3 separate regions of the Mus musculus genome follow, and regions 1 and 3 are each linked to region 2. A link is a contact called in public HiChIP or PLAC-seq and promoter capture Hi-C data. All regions are on one chromosome and are shown on one strand. Each heading gives the region's core, a stretch centred on a gene start, on an enhancer-like site or on the middle of the called end of the contact. The rest is flanking DNA. Distances are from core to core; before and after follow the strand shown. Region 1 holds the start of Cebpe (CCAAT/enhancer binding protein (C/EBP), epsilon). Region 2 holds the start of Psme2 (proteasome (prosome, macropain) activator subunit 2 (PA28 beta)). Region 3 holds the start of Myh7 (myosin, heavy polypeptide 7, cardiac muscle, beta).

Region 1 (4,643 bases), core at 1,222-3,721, 880 kb after region 2:
AATACCGCTTTACCTCCCCTCCTTAGCTCACAACAAAATGGTCAGCATGAAAAAGTGCGTGTTTCATCGATTGAAAAAAGCTTTACTTTATCAGATGACACAACTATCTGATTCCATTATCGTTATTCCACAGTCAAAGAGGGGACATAATTTCTCTTTGAAACAGGCGCTGCACCAATTCTCCTAGCCTTCCCACACTACCGGCAACCTGACTGAAAAGCCCCAATCTTGTCTATGCTTCTTTTTCCTGCTTCCCAGAACAGAGCGGTCAAGACTGGTTGTCAGGGTTGAGAAAGAATGCCCCCTATGTCCACCTGATTCAAAACCATCGCGGACTCGAAAGTATAGAATTTGGGAACCAATATTGCCACCTAGTGGCTAATAGCGTCAGGTCACCAAACTGAAATCTCCCAGCCTTGGTACCTATTTGACAAGGGACCTGTAGAGCAAAGAGCACAAATCGCCCCAGTATTTCCGGTGCTTTGCGTCGATGATACGATGATACGGCTGGCTCTCCCCCTGCCTGGCCAGGGCTTTGGAGGGAAGCATATTTTGGACATACTTCAGGCTGTGCTCAGAGCACGTGAGGTGGACTGTGGAGTTAGAGGGGATGGGATGGAGGACTCATCAAGGGTACTTTCTCTAACTTGTGGACAAGTCACATTTACAGTTTTATTTTAGTGTTCAATGACATACATATCCTATCAAAGTTTACCTCCACTGTAACCCCTCACAGTTACCCGATCCTTGGAATACCCAGCTTAGAAACTGTTCTATTCTTAGGGCTGGAGAAAGAGTTCAAGGGTTCAGAGCACTCACTGCTCTTCCAGAGGACCTGAGTTTGACTCCAGGCATTCACACTGGGTGCCTCACAACTGCCTGTAATTCCAGCTCCAGGAGATCTGATGTCTCTGGCTTCCATGGGTACCTGGAAGTGTGCACACACATACACAAACACACACACACCACACACACACACACCACACACACCACACACACACACACACCACACACACCACACAAACACACACACACCACACCACACACACACATACCACACAACACAACACACACACACACAACACACACACACACTCACATACTTTAGAATAATGAAAATAAATTCATTTTAAAAATTCTGTCCCTCCCCCTAGAACATCTGTTTGCAATAAAAGAGCCAGGAAGGTATGGTAGCACAGCTATCAACTCAGCTCCGTGGAGAATGAAGCAGGAAGATGAGAGTTCAAGGCCAGGCTAGGCTAAAAGGGAGGCTCAACCTAAAAAAAAACAAACAACTGAAAAGTGACACACTTCTCATGTCTCTGTGTTCTTTTCTTGTCAGTAAATCCAGAACCGTGTCTGAAGCAGGGCCACAACCAAACTGGAGAGAGCAGGAAGTTCCGAACAAAACAGAAAAATGAACTTTGGGGGTTAGTAGAAGATCAAGAAGGGCGGGCAGGCAGCTACCAGCTTCTCCTTCGGACCCCGAAACAGCCCCAGGAAGAGGTGAGGACAAGAGAGAAGACTTCTCAAGCCTACAAGAGGAAGTGGACCCGAGAGACACGCACAGGTCAGAAAACAAGGGCCTGCATGCAGCTCAGGGCACAGGAAATAGGAGGCAGAGCCTCAGGCCAGCGCGGGTGGGGTCAGCCAGAACAGCTTTTAGGGTGGAGCAACTGGGACCTCCAGCAGATCCTTTCTGTTGGTTCTGAGGCTGCAGCTTGCCTGGGCCTGAGGTACAGGACCCATGTCTTGACCAGAAACCTCAGCTATGTCCTGGCAGCCCCGGACTGTGCCAGGCTGCTAGCCATAGCCAGATCTGGAGACATGCACACAAGCCCTGTGCAAAGACCTAACCGAAGAACCTTAATAGGGGCCCTCTGGAGGCAAAGGCAGGCAGAACTCTGTGAGTTCAAGGCCAGCCTGAGCTACATCGTGAGACCCTGTCTCAAAACTAGCAAATGGGCATACCCTGTACTAGGGCCAGGGGTAGCTTGGTCCTAGAATCTACTACTACTTCCCAAACCCTTCAAACAATGATGGTCTACACAGAGAAAAATGTCTTGGGAGGTGGGGCTACAGAAGGAACTGACTTACCCCGGGGTAGGTGGAGTTCAGGACTTGGGGGTGGGGGCGGGGAGGGGGGGGGACGGGACAGGGAGGAAGATGCATCAAGGGAGGAGTTTAGACCAAGTTGGCACTGGGGGAATGCTTTGTCTATTGGCTCTGGCTTGACACCTCACTCTGCACAGGTCTCTTTGGAAATCGGAGGAAGACAGATATTCAGAGAAGCTACTCTGGGCAAGGGATTAGAATCCCTTGAACTCGCAGGGCAAAAAGGGCCATTTTCTCAAACAGCAACTTCTGGACTGTGGCTGGGGCCTTCGCAAAGAGCGCCCTAACTGCTAAGCACCCCTCCCTCCGGGGTGTGCCCTGCCCCTCCCTTAGTCACCCCAAGGAGAGAGAGGAAAAGGGAAGAAAGGAAGAGGTACTGACTACAGAAGGAAAGGGAAGCAGAGGAGGAGAGAAGCCACGTAGGAGTTGGTGACGGAGAAGACCAGAGAGGGCAAACCTAGGGCAAATCTAGGACCGGGGGAGATCCAAGAAAGGGCAGGCTGAGCATCCCAACGGGCGGGCGCCCCCAGCACAGGACCCAGGGGCGGGGAGCCAAGGGGGCGGGCCGGCCATGTCCCACGGGACCTACTATGAGTGCGAGCCTCGGGGTGGCCAGCAGCCACTTGAGTTCTCAGGGGGTCGAGCTGGGCCCGGGGAGCTGGGGGACATGTGTGAGCATGAGGCCTCCATCGACCTCTCCGCCTACATCGAGTCTGGGGAAGAACAGCTACTTTCTGACCTCTTTGCCATGAAGCCAACGCCTGAAGCCCGAAGCCTTAAGGGCCCAGGAGCCCCCTCGTTTCCTCACTACCTGCCGGCTGACCCTCGGCCATTCGCCTATCCCTCACACACATTTGGCCCAGATAGGAAGGCTTTGGGGCCTGGCATCTACAGCAACCCAGGGAGCTACGACCCCAGGGCTGTGGCGGTGAAGGAGGAGCCTCGTGGGCCAGAGGGCAACCGAGGCACCAGTCGAGGCAGCTACAATCCCCTGCAGTACCAAGTGGCACACTGCGGGCAGACAGCCGTGCACCTCCCCCCGACCCTGGCAGCACCTGGCCAGCCCTTGCGTGTCCTCAAGGTAAGACCAAGGTAGCTCTCCCCGCTTCTTCCCCCCAGGGTGGAGCAAGGTGGGTGGTTGAGGGAATTCTGACTACTGGGCTTCCCTAACAAGTCTATGTTTGGTGCTCCTCTGTGAACATGCCCTACCCCAAGGTCCTGTTTCCCAACTCTGTGAATTTATTTCTTAGAACTCGGCTGTGTCCTGAAGACACTTGTAATAGCTGCTCTGCCCTGATCTCAGGCAGGACCAGGTTTCCTGCTGTGCACTATACCTCTTGCTTCTCTGCTGCCTGCTTTTGGATGAGGAAACATGGCTGACTAGAATTTTAGAACGGGAGACTTATTACAGACAAACCAAAGGGAAGGGAATAATGAGAGCATGATAGAAAGCTTTGGTCTCAGACCAAGGACCATATGTATCTGGGTTACGGTCCTTCACAGAGACAGGGAGATGGATGCCTGGGAGATCGGAGCTCTCTGGGAGTCCTGTATCCCTTTGAGGCCTCACATATGCTCTCCCTGCTGGGTTTCCTGCTTAGCCTTCACTCTGCCTCCTGGTGGACCCTCACCTCTCTGTCCCCCTTACCCTCCAGGCCCCTGTGGCAGCTGCTGCCCCTCCCTGCAGTCCCCTTCTCAAGGCACCCTCCCCTGCTGGCCCCTCACACAAGGGCAAGAAGGCAGTGAACAAAGATAGCCTGGAGTACCGACTGCGACGTGAACGTAACAACATCGCGGTGCGCAAGAGCCGGGACAAGGCCAAGAGGCGCATTATGGAGACTCAGCAGAAGGTCCTGGAGTACATGGCTGAAAACGAGCGTCTGCGCAACCGCGTAGACCAGCTCACTCAGGAGCTAGACACTCTGCGCAACCTCTTCCGCCAGATCCCTGAGGCTGCTAGCCTCATCAAGGGTGTCGGGGGCTGCAGCTGAGCCTGCCTGGCAGACTGTGGGCACCAGACCCTAAGGGCCCCGCCCACCCTTCTAGGTCCCCAGAGTCCTGAACAGGCCAAGCCTGAGACAGAGATCGTGGACAATGGCAGCCAGTAATTGGGAAGGTCGGGACCAAATGATTCTGTGGCTGAATAAACTGCACTGTTACTTGATGCTGAAGCTGTTCACTGGGTCTTGGGCCTGGGCCTGGTGGGAGGGGATACCCATGGAGGACCCCAAGGGCAGGGAATACATGTGGCTAGTCCACATAGTCTTGACTCCATGTCCAAATGAATGCCTAGAAATACTAACATGCCGCCCACGGCTGGCTCTGTCCATCACACCCTCCAGCCTAGCCTCAGCCTGTCCCTCTGCTTCTCTGTCACTTCACCTCCATGTCCACCCCACCTACCCACTTGGTCCTTTGTACATCGAGTGTGTGCTTGCTACCACCACAGTGCATGCCAGTGTCTGGAGCAGCCTCTGCATTCTGCCCTGAGAGAATCCTGGGGCTCTGATGACCCCAGTGCCACACAA
Region 2 (4,383 bases), core at 1,137-3,636:
CATCTGGACCCATGGTGTGTGGGGGGGAAGGGGGGCTTTCATCTCTTGAAATAAAATACAAATACAGGCTGGAAAGATGGCTCAGTGGTTAAGAGCACGGGCTGCTCCACCAGAGGTCCTGAGTTCAAATCCCAGCACCCACATGGTAGCTCACAACCACCTGTAATGGGATCTGATGCTCTCTTCTGTCACACTGGCATATGTGCAAATACAATGCTCATATACATAAATAAATAAATCTTAAAAAAACAACAAATACAAGAGGAAAGAAAATCCTACATTTGCACCAACTCAGTCTAATATTTTTCTCCCGTAAAGAAGCATACAATACCTTGGGCAGAGGGGCGGGGGCCAGGAACAATCTCCCTCAGAAGGGGGTGAAACTCTGAAAGCTGCAGCATCTGAGAAAGCAAGCGGAGCGTGGGCAAAGTGCTGGGGGCACAGAATCCCATAAACTCAGCCCCCCCCCCCCCCCCCCGTGTTCCATGAACAACACCCTTCCTGCCTTCCTTACACCATCTTCAACGCTCTCTCTTAGCAGCTGGTCCAGTGCATTCTGTCTGGGATGAGTATTCTGCAAACAAGATGATGAAAAGAATTCCCACCTTGAACAACGTTCTCCCTGTAAGCCCTGATCTCCTAACATTCCAGAGGGAGAAAGTGTAACAGAAGCTTCCAGGCTGGCTGCTGCAGCAACAGAATTTCCCTGCACGGGGGTGGGGGTGTCTCAACGTGCCTTGGGGCTCCCAGTCAAGTACTTAAAATCCTTAGAATCAGAAGGTCATCTCACCTGCAACAGCAAACTGAGCTCGGTGCGAAGCAGCAGTACTTCTAGTGTGACAACAGCAACCTGGTATTCATCTGGTTCCTCCTGCCCTTCGGGGAAACTCAATCCATCTGGGCGCTCCTCAGTATAGCCATACAACCGTAGTACATCCCGGCCACCCTGGCACACATTCAGGACCCGGTCACCATCTAACAGACCTCCTAGGCAATAGAGCTGGTCCCCCACTCAGCACACCCTCAAGCCTTTCTGGTCAACCCTAAGCACAGGTCTAGTCCCCTTCTCCGATAAGGTCCAAGAGTTTCACCTGCACAGCATCCACCGTGCTGCGAAAGACGGGGTTATTAAACTTCACTGAGCGCCAATACCGGGGCCGCTGCGGGCTGAGGAGGTTGCGACCATATTTTTCCAGGATGTTCAGGGCCGTGGATAGGGTGTTGAGGTAGTTTCGAGGCTGGGAGCATTCAGAAAAGCAGAGTCGTGAGCCTAGCCCACCTGGCCTCTGAGCCTAGGTCCCCTTCCATGGAGCGCCGGGCGGGCTTGACCTCACCTCCCCATGAGCGTTGCAGCGGACCAAGCGTCCGGCGTCCAGCTGCAGGTAGCGGGCGGCTGGTGGCAGAGAGGTGGCCAGAAGCGGCATGAGCTGCTCCAGGGGAAAAACCTGCGCAGAATCCCACCTCAGGGCGCTCGCCAGCTCCTCGCGGGCCGCCAGGAAGCCTCGCTCCTCGTCTCCCGGCATCCTGAGACTGGAGACAGGCTCAGCTTCTCTGCCCTCCAGGGGCTGGCGCAGGTGCGCGCGGCGCCACAGCAGCCCGGGTCACTTAAGCCACCGCCCCGCTCAGCCCCATCCACGGCCAGGGTTACCGGGAACAGGAAGTCCTGGCAGAGAGGGCGGGACTGTGGGCCACTTTAGAGGAAAAGGAGGGTTCGGAGTGACGGTAAAGCTGAGATCAGGAAGGGTGGCCAGGTCGCCGCCAATGAAGAAGCCGCGGCCCGGGCTCCTCCCATAATGCTACGGAACCTTTTCCTTCCGAATCAGGCTCTCTTCTTCGCCTTCCCTTAAACTATCCCGCCCCTTCCGGAGGGACCCACCTCCCATGCGAGGGGTTAATTTTGCCCAGAGCTTTGCTATCTTTATTTCCATAGTGTTGGTTCTGTTCCATTCCCCGGCGGGGAAGTCCCACCTTATCGGGGACCGGCTCTGGCTGCCCTTAGCCCGGCTCAGGCGGGCTCCTCCCTTCTCTAGTCTGTCCTGAAGGGAAGGCAGTCCCGCTCGTCCTGCTCCCTTCCATCTTGCCAGGCTTTCCTCCTTCTTATCCTTCCTACTCTCTCGGATCCTACTTGGTCCCCTCCTCAGTCTAGCGTCATGGAACCCCACCTCTGGGTACCCCCTTTCCTATTGTCCCACCCTCTCTCAGTCCAGTACTTCCCCTGGACGGTCCATACTATAAGCTCCGCCCTTCTCGAGAGGCCGCCTCTATTTGAGTCTCCGCCGTCCCACGCTTTCCTAGCTCCTCCCTTGGACAGCCCCTGATGATGAAGCCAACACCGCCCTTCCTAGTGGCAACTAGCTGGGAATGGCTGAGGGGGTACTACTCACGGTTGGTGGCCGGCCAGGAGGAGGAGAAAAAAGGGAGGGGGCGTGGCTGAGGGGGGTGGGTCTGGGCCTGGAGAGTGAAAGCGAAAGCTGGGGCTGCTAGCCCAGGCTCGAGAGCTGCCAAGTGGGGGGAAGCATGGCCAAGCCTTGTGGGGTCCGCTTGAGTGGAGAAGCCCGAAAACAGGTAAATGGGAACCGAAGCCAGGAAGGAGTGAGAAGTCCTAACGGAGATAAAGCTCGGTGCTCCTGGGCACCAATGGGGCCTTGCGAGCGAACTCCACCGGCCTCTCTTTCTTTAGGGCTTTCTTTCACTTCTGCTCAGGGATTGCCAGTGCCGTGTCCTCGAGCCAATCTGTGCACTGAGCAGGCTCCTCCAGGGGGAAACTAGCTTTGTGGGACAGGTTTGGGCTAGAGTTGGAAGGCACCTAGGTTGGGAGTGGGCCCTTATTCTATACAAACTAAACCCTAACCAGCATCCGGCTACTTCTGTCTGTGCAGGTGGATGTCTTCAGACAAAATCTTTTCCAGGAGGTAAGTCTCTGAATTCAGTCGATGTAACCCAGAGTCTTAGTGCAGAACTCTAGGGCCACAAGCTCTGAGTAACCCACCAGTTCACCTTAATTTTGGTGTCTCCGAACCTTCATGCTTACTCAAGGTGAACTGCAATGATTTGTTTCTACTTGTAATCTGATCAATCTTAGAACTCTTAACTGCTTTTGCCACTCCCCTTGAATGGAAAGGTAAAGATGTCGCCCAAAGGGAAAACCCCATAGCCCTACTTCTGCCCTTCATGAGATTGGGCAAGTCCCTTTATTTCCAGGGCTAGGGTTTCCTCATACGAGAGTCTTGAGCTCAGTGATTTCCATGGGCCAACTTCTGATACGTATCAACAAACCTCTTGCATGATTATTTTTGTAATGTAACTTGCAGGCTGATGACTTCCTCTGCACTTTCTTGCCACGGAAAATCATATCCCTGAGTCAGCTCTTGCAGGTGAGTAGTATAGACCCCTCTGCTCCATCTCCTGACACCTCTCATCACCCATCTGACGGGCATCAGCATGCTGGGAGCTGAGTGAGCCTGGCCGGGTGTGGTGGCACACACGTTTAATCCCAGCACTCGGGAGGCAGAGGCAGGCGGATTTCTGAGTTCGAGGCCAGCCTGGTCTACAAAGTGAGTTCCAGGACAGCCAGGGCTATACAGAGAAACCCTGTCTCAAAAAAAAAAAAAGGCTTGAGCCTGGGTTGGGAGGAAGAGAGATGGAAGGCTGTGTCTGGTGAAGGGAGGAGGCTGGGTAGTGTCTGAGAATAAATTCTACAGGAGGATTCCCTCAATGTGGCCGACCTCTCCTCCCTCCGGGCTCCTCTGGACATCCCTATCCCAGATCCTCCACCCAAGGATGACGAGGTAAGGCATTCAGTGTGCAGAGCCTGAACTCTAAGCCAGTGGCAACACCACCACAGTGTGGCAGCCTCCAAGACTGTTCTAAAGCTGCTTTCCTTATTTTGCCTTAGATGGAAACAGACAAGCAGGAGAAGAAGGAAGGTAATGGAGACCTGGTGAGGAGGGGGGAGGCTGGTGCAGGGATGTGGGTGACATAAAGGCCCCACTCTCATCTTTCTCTTAGTCCCTAAGTGTGGCTACCTCCCGGGGAACGAGAAGCTTCTGGCCTTGCTCGCTTTGGTTAAGCCAGAAGTCTGGACTCTCAAAGAGAAGTGCATTCTGGTGAGCCTGGGCCCTGGGGGAGGTGGGAAGAAAAGCACAGCACAGCTGTGGTCCAGTCAGAGATGCAGGTCTTCAACCCAGAGACCTAATATATAATAAGACTGGCTTTTGTGTCTTGGATATATATGGATGGATATGTGTGTGTGTGTGTATATATCTAGATATCTAGATATATACTTTTTAATTGTGTGTTTGTGTGCACCCAGGCATGTGCAGGTAGGTTTTCCATTTCGTGTATGTACTGGAATTCACTTTGTAGACCAGGCTGGCCTCGAAC
Region 3 (4,523 bases), core at 1,339-3,838, 600 kb after region 2:
ATTTGGACCTGACATTTGATCAGTGTGGTGACAGAGCCCAGACAAAGCAGGCACAATGCCTGGGGAGGGGAGGCTCGGGAGGCGGATCACCTTCCTTCTGTCCAGGCCTTATTTGGTCGACCTCAGCGAAGCAGCCTCCCTTTTTATTTATAGCACTTGCTGCCCCTTTGTCTTGTCTCTTGTCACTCTGTAGTGTGCTCCACATCACCACCCACTCCTCACATGGGTTCGGGCCCCCATTCTCTCCACTAGGAATGTCACGCACGCATGCAAAGCACAAGCTGTACTCTGAAGCCTGGGTCCACTGCTACAATCAGCTGGACAAAGCTCCCGGAGCAGGGGTCTTTGCTTTGGTTCATTGTTACGTATCTCCATTGACCACATCAGTGCCAAGCTCAAAGTTGGCCCTCAATGAATACTCACATAGGAAAGGATGGGAAGAGCCACCCAACCGCCAACAGCAGCAAGCAGGAGGCCAAACATCTGGGATATGAGACAGAGATCTTAAAATTAGGAAACTGGCTTTTAAATTCTGCCTTGCAGAGTTGAGAACAATACTCCAAAAACACCTTTAGACCAAAGCCCTCCAAACCTGAAAGAAGGGGGAAAGGGTGTGTGGCTAAGTTGTAGAGATGGCTACCTAATCCCACAGCCACACAGGTTGGCCCCACTCAAAGACACTGGCTTTAAAATGGCTCGCCTGAGTCCCAAGCTTTCTTTATCCATCTCAGTGCGTGCACCTGTGCCTGAGCCCTCTCCCAGAGCATGGCGGGAAGGCACCTTCTTCTGTTGGGAAAGCTAGAAGAGCCTGGGAGAGCCTGGTGGTACGCCTTTAATCCCAGCACTTGGGAGGGAGAGGCAGGTGGATTTCTAAGTTCGAGGCCAGCCTGGTCTACAGAGTGAGTTCCAGGACAGCCAGGGCTATACAGAGAAACCCTGTCTCAAACCACCCCCCACCCCAAAAAAAAGAAGAGCCTGGGAGAGCTTTAGCCTTCCTTCGGCCCTGGAGGTTCCTCCTAGGGAGGCTGCTCTATTAATACCTGGCAGGGTCGCAAGACCAGTTCTTCAGCAACTGCAACTGCATTCTGAGGACTGCGGAGCTGCAGCTGCATTGAGGTGCAGCCCCTACAGTCTGTGGTCCTCCCCCCACCTTCCCCCTGCCTTCCCCCTGCACACTGCACACAGCTGCTCAGCATCCTTACCCCTGCTTTGGTTACCAAGAAACCCCACAGAAGCCCTTCCTGGATTTTTCCTTTCCCTGCCATGCCTACCCCACCTTCACAATGTACCTGCTTTGCTGGCAGCCCATCCCCCAGGCCTGCCTCTCTCCTTCAAACTGACATCTAATCAACTGGATTAATCCGCATGCGCTCAGAGCTGTGTTTGGGAAGAAAGGGGATTTCAAACTAAACCCTGAGTCTGTTGCCTAGACACCGAGCAGTGAAGCTTCTATAGCTGGAAGAACAAGAACGAGGCTGGGTGCCAGCGTTGCTCCCGGGGCCTGCAGGGGAAGACAAGGTCTCTCCTGTCCTGTCCCTCTCTCCACTAGGAAGAACAAAGATTGCACCCACGGCTAGACAGAGGCCAGGTGGACCAGGCAGCCGTAGCCATATCATCTACAGCCCTGGGTAACCCTGGGAGGCTCAGGCCTTGCGCCTCGAAAATCTGCAGGGCAGCGCTAGAACAGGAAAGGGCTCTAAAGCAGGACCATGAGCAACTGGTCCTCCTCCCCAAACAGCTTTGGCATACTTCTTAGCATCCCTAGCCCTCCTCCCCTGATTGGGATCAACTTCCTATCTGCTGAGGTTCCCCACTTTTGCTTCGCTGAAGCTGTGCAATCTTAGAGGAAGCATCTCCCACCCCCACCCCCACCCCCTAAAGCAAAGCACTTAAATGGATCACTAAAGATCTGCCTGGCTCTGAAGCACCATGATCCCAGGGACACATTGCCTGCTGGCCCAAGGAAAGCAGTGTGTGAGCCAGAATTCCTGTGTCCAAACTCTCTGGTCCTAACAGGAACCTACTACCTTCTATCTGCTCCAATCCAACCACCATACCAGAGCCATGCCCCCAACTCTGCCCTGCCCCTCTCAGCTGCTGTGACCCAACCCCTTCCCACCTCAGACAGATGCAGGACTCAAGCCAGGAGTGTGGGGAGGATACTGGAAATAGGGCCAGGCTAGCACTGGGGGCAAGGCTTCTAAGGGGGCAGCAATGCCAGGGTCAGCAGGACCCTCTTGCAGGCCAGCCAGGGCCCTGCCTGCTTGAGGTCGTGGTGGTCGTGGTCAGCTTACTCTCTAGTGAGCCGTGGAATGTTAGAGATATTTTTGCTTCACTTTAAGCTGCCCCACCCCCTGGAACTCAGACCCTGAACATGCCATGCCACAACAATGACGACCACTTCCAATTGTTTCCTAGCTGGGGGAGGAGGGGGGAGTACTGTTTGGACAAGGGAAGGGGGGGAGAGTCGGGGGAAATGCTTTTAGTGACAACAGCCCTTTCTAAATCTGGCTAGGGACTGGGTGCAGGTGGGGGATGGGGCACCCTGCTGCCCCATATATACAGCCCCTGAGACCAGGTCTGGCTCTGAGCATTCTCCTGCTGTTTCCTTACTTGCTACCCTCAGGTAGGAGTGGGAGCTGGAGGCTTCCCTCTGGGATAAGGGGCTCCAGGTTCAGGAAGTGATTCCTCTAGAACAGCAGCGGGCTTCTGGCATGTAGTACCAGGTTATCATTGAACACTCCTGTGCAGATCTAAATACGCATGCTTGTGCCGTAGGAATGTGGGAGCCCAAGTGTTCCAAGGTGGGGGGTGGATATCTATATGTGCATATGGCCCAGAATGCAATAGCAGTGTGTGAGCATGTGCGTGCATGTGTGCGTGCGCAAGTACAAGCACACATATCTTAAATGTAAGGATCAGTTTATATTTTATCACATAAGGTACCTCATGCCTGGTTACAAGCATTTTGGCAGAAGAGGGACAGAATGATGGAGAATAACTCTTAAGGAAGCCAGTTCTGTGAACACTAGAGCCTGCCTATGTTTGGGGAAGTGTCTGACTGTACATAGAGGGGTTATTACTATGTAGGATATGACCCTGCGTGTAGTCTCTGAAATAGCAGTTCACAGACATGCAGGTGTGGGGGGCTCTGGTCTTCGTATGCTGAAGAACACGCAGCCACAGGAGCCTGCCTATGTGCTGGGCTGTTTGCACATGAACACTGTGGGGAGCATGTGTGCTGAGGATGGAAGGAAGTTTACATTCACGTCAAGTGTGGGCACAAGCAGAAGGCATGTGTATTTATCAGGGCGTGTGCAGGGGAGGCTGGGGTGTGCGAGGGTAGTCAGAGGGCTGTTGGAATCATGAGGCTCGAGTCTGAAATCTGGACTCTGCTACTTGTCCTGTGCTCTGAGAAAAGTAAGGCTTCAGCCTCCACTTCCTCACGTACCCAAGGGGCAGCCGCGAGAGTGAACAGCAAGAGTGCATTGTGACTATTGTTGTGTTGTAGGTGGCTCCGAGAAAGGAAGCCTCAGCAGAGGAGTACAGGTAAGGGTAGAACAGCCCCTAAGGGCGGAGGACTGGGGCTCGGAGGTTGTTAGTCTTTGGGAGAAAGGAGATAGAGCTTGAAAAGGAAGGATGCCAGTGACCAGAAAGGCTGACCAGCGCTGCTAATCACTCTTCCACGTGCTGAAGAACAGAGCCAGAGAGGAGGGAGGTGCCAGAAGCCAGGCTGGGCCACAGCCTGTCCTGACACCGTCTCTTCCCTTTCTCCAGCTCTTCTACAGGCCTGGGCTTACCTCTCTATCACTAGACACGTTTGAGAATCCAAGGTGAGAAAAGTTGGAGTCCAAATGTTGGGAGATCTGGTAAAACTGCACATAGTTAAAGCCCAAAGCCCCAAGCCCAAAGCCTGGCAGGTTCCTTTCTGCCTGCTCAGAGACAATGGCCTGGTGTCCAGAAGCTTCATACTCAGGGCCAGTGAGGGGCAGGGACTATTGACAGTCAGAGATTGATACAGAGTTCTTTCCCCGAAATACGGTCAGGACACACTCAAAGAGTGCTCCAAGTGAACGAAAGTAAAGCTGCCCCCTTGCCTTGGCACAGTTGCCAGGCTGCTCTCTGGTTTAGGGGTGAGCCTGGAGAAGGGTAAACTCCTGAGTGCTGAGCACAGTACTGGATTTGGGAGCTGCCACTGAGCGGGAGAGCCCAAGGTGCGGGAAGGCATATAGGTAACAGCTGCTCCTCACCCCAGGCTCAGCCATGGCGGATGCAGAGATGGCTGCATTTGGGGCTGCAGCCCCCTTCCTGCGGAAGTCTGAGAAGGAGAGGCTGGAGGCACAGACCAGGCCCTTTGACCTCAAGAAAGATGTTTTTGTGCCCGATGACAAAGAAGAGTTTGTCAAGGCCAAGATCGTGTCCCGAGAGGGTGGCAAAGTCACTGCTGAGACGGAGAATGGCAAGGTAGGTGTCGGGACTGGTGTGGGGAGGCCACTCAAGAGAGCCCCATACCTAGGGTGCCC

What was found. Promoter capture Hi-C pulls out the DNA fragments that hold promoters and counts their contacts. HiChIP or PLAC-seq counts read pairs in DNA pulled down with a chosen protein or histone mark.
Region 1: a contact with region 2 is called in a promoter capture Hi-C map of cranial neural crest. The contact joins the promoter of Cebpe here to the promoter of Psme2 in region 2. A contact is called at or near these places in 2 of 39 promoter capture datasets (cranial neural crest and hippocampal neurons), 2 of 115 datasets of contacts at active chromatin or transcription factors (astrocytes and microglia) and 1 of 9 other capture datasets (liver).
Region 3: a contact with region 2 is called in an H3K27ac HiChIP or PLAC-seq map of extraembryonic endoderm stem cells, with 2.7 times the contacts expected there. The contact joins the promoter of Myh7 here to the promoter of Psme2 in region 2. A contact is called at or near these places in 1 of 39 promoter capture datasets (cranial neural crest), 1 of 115 datasets of contacts at active chromatin or transcription factors (extraembryonic endoderm stem cells) and 1 of 9 other capture datasets (adipose tissue).

What each region holds. Positions count from the first base shown.
Region 1 is chr14:54,710,002-54,714,644 of GRCm38.p6, reverse strand. It overlaps Cebpe (CCAAT/enhancer binding protein (C/EBP), epsilon), which reads left to right and starts at 2,471. Exons shown (of 2, transcript NM_207131.1): 1 at 2,471-3,196; 2 at 3,771-4,282. The coding sequence starts at 2,687. The coding sequence ends at 4,106.
Region 2 is chr14:55,589,024-55,593,406 of GRCm38.p6, reverse strand. It overlaps Psme2 (proteasome (prosome, macropain) activator subunit 2 (PA28 beta)), which reads left to right and starts at 2,386. Exons shown (of 11, transcript NM_011190.3): 1 at 2,386-2,565; 2 at 2,880-2,912; 3 at 3,312-3,374; 4 at 3,702-3,788; 5 at 3,896-3,926; 6 at 4,009-4,106. The coding sequence starts at 2,518. Rnf31 (ring finger protein 31) reads right to left here and starts at 1,665. Exons shown (of 21, transcript NM_194346.3): 1 at 1,335-1,665; 2 at 1,092-1,238; 3 at 791-946; 4 at 515-574; 5 at 332-401. The coding sequence starts at 1,523.
Region 3 is chr14:54,992,614-54,997,136 of GRCm38.p6, reverse strand. Myh7 (myosin, heavy polypeptide 7, cardiac muscle, beta) reads left to right here and starts at 2,588. Exons shown (of 41, transcript NM_080728.3): 1 at 2,588-2,626; 2 at 3,512-3,549; 3 at 3,778-3,833; 4 at 4,256-4,464. The coding sequence starts at 4,264. Gm31251 (a long non-coding RNA gene) reads right to left here. Exons shown (of 9, transcript XR_001781261.1): 7 at 424-483. RefSeq lists an enhancer at 1-243.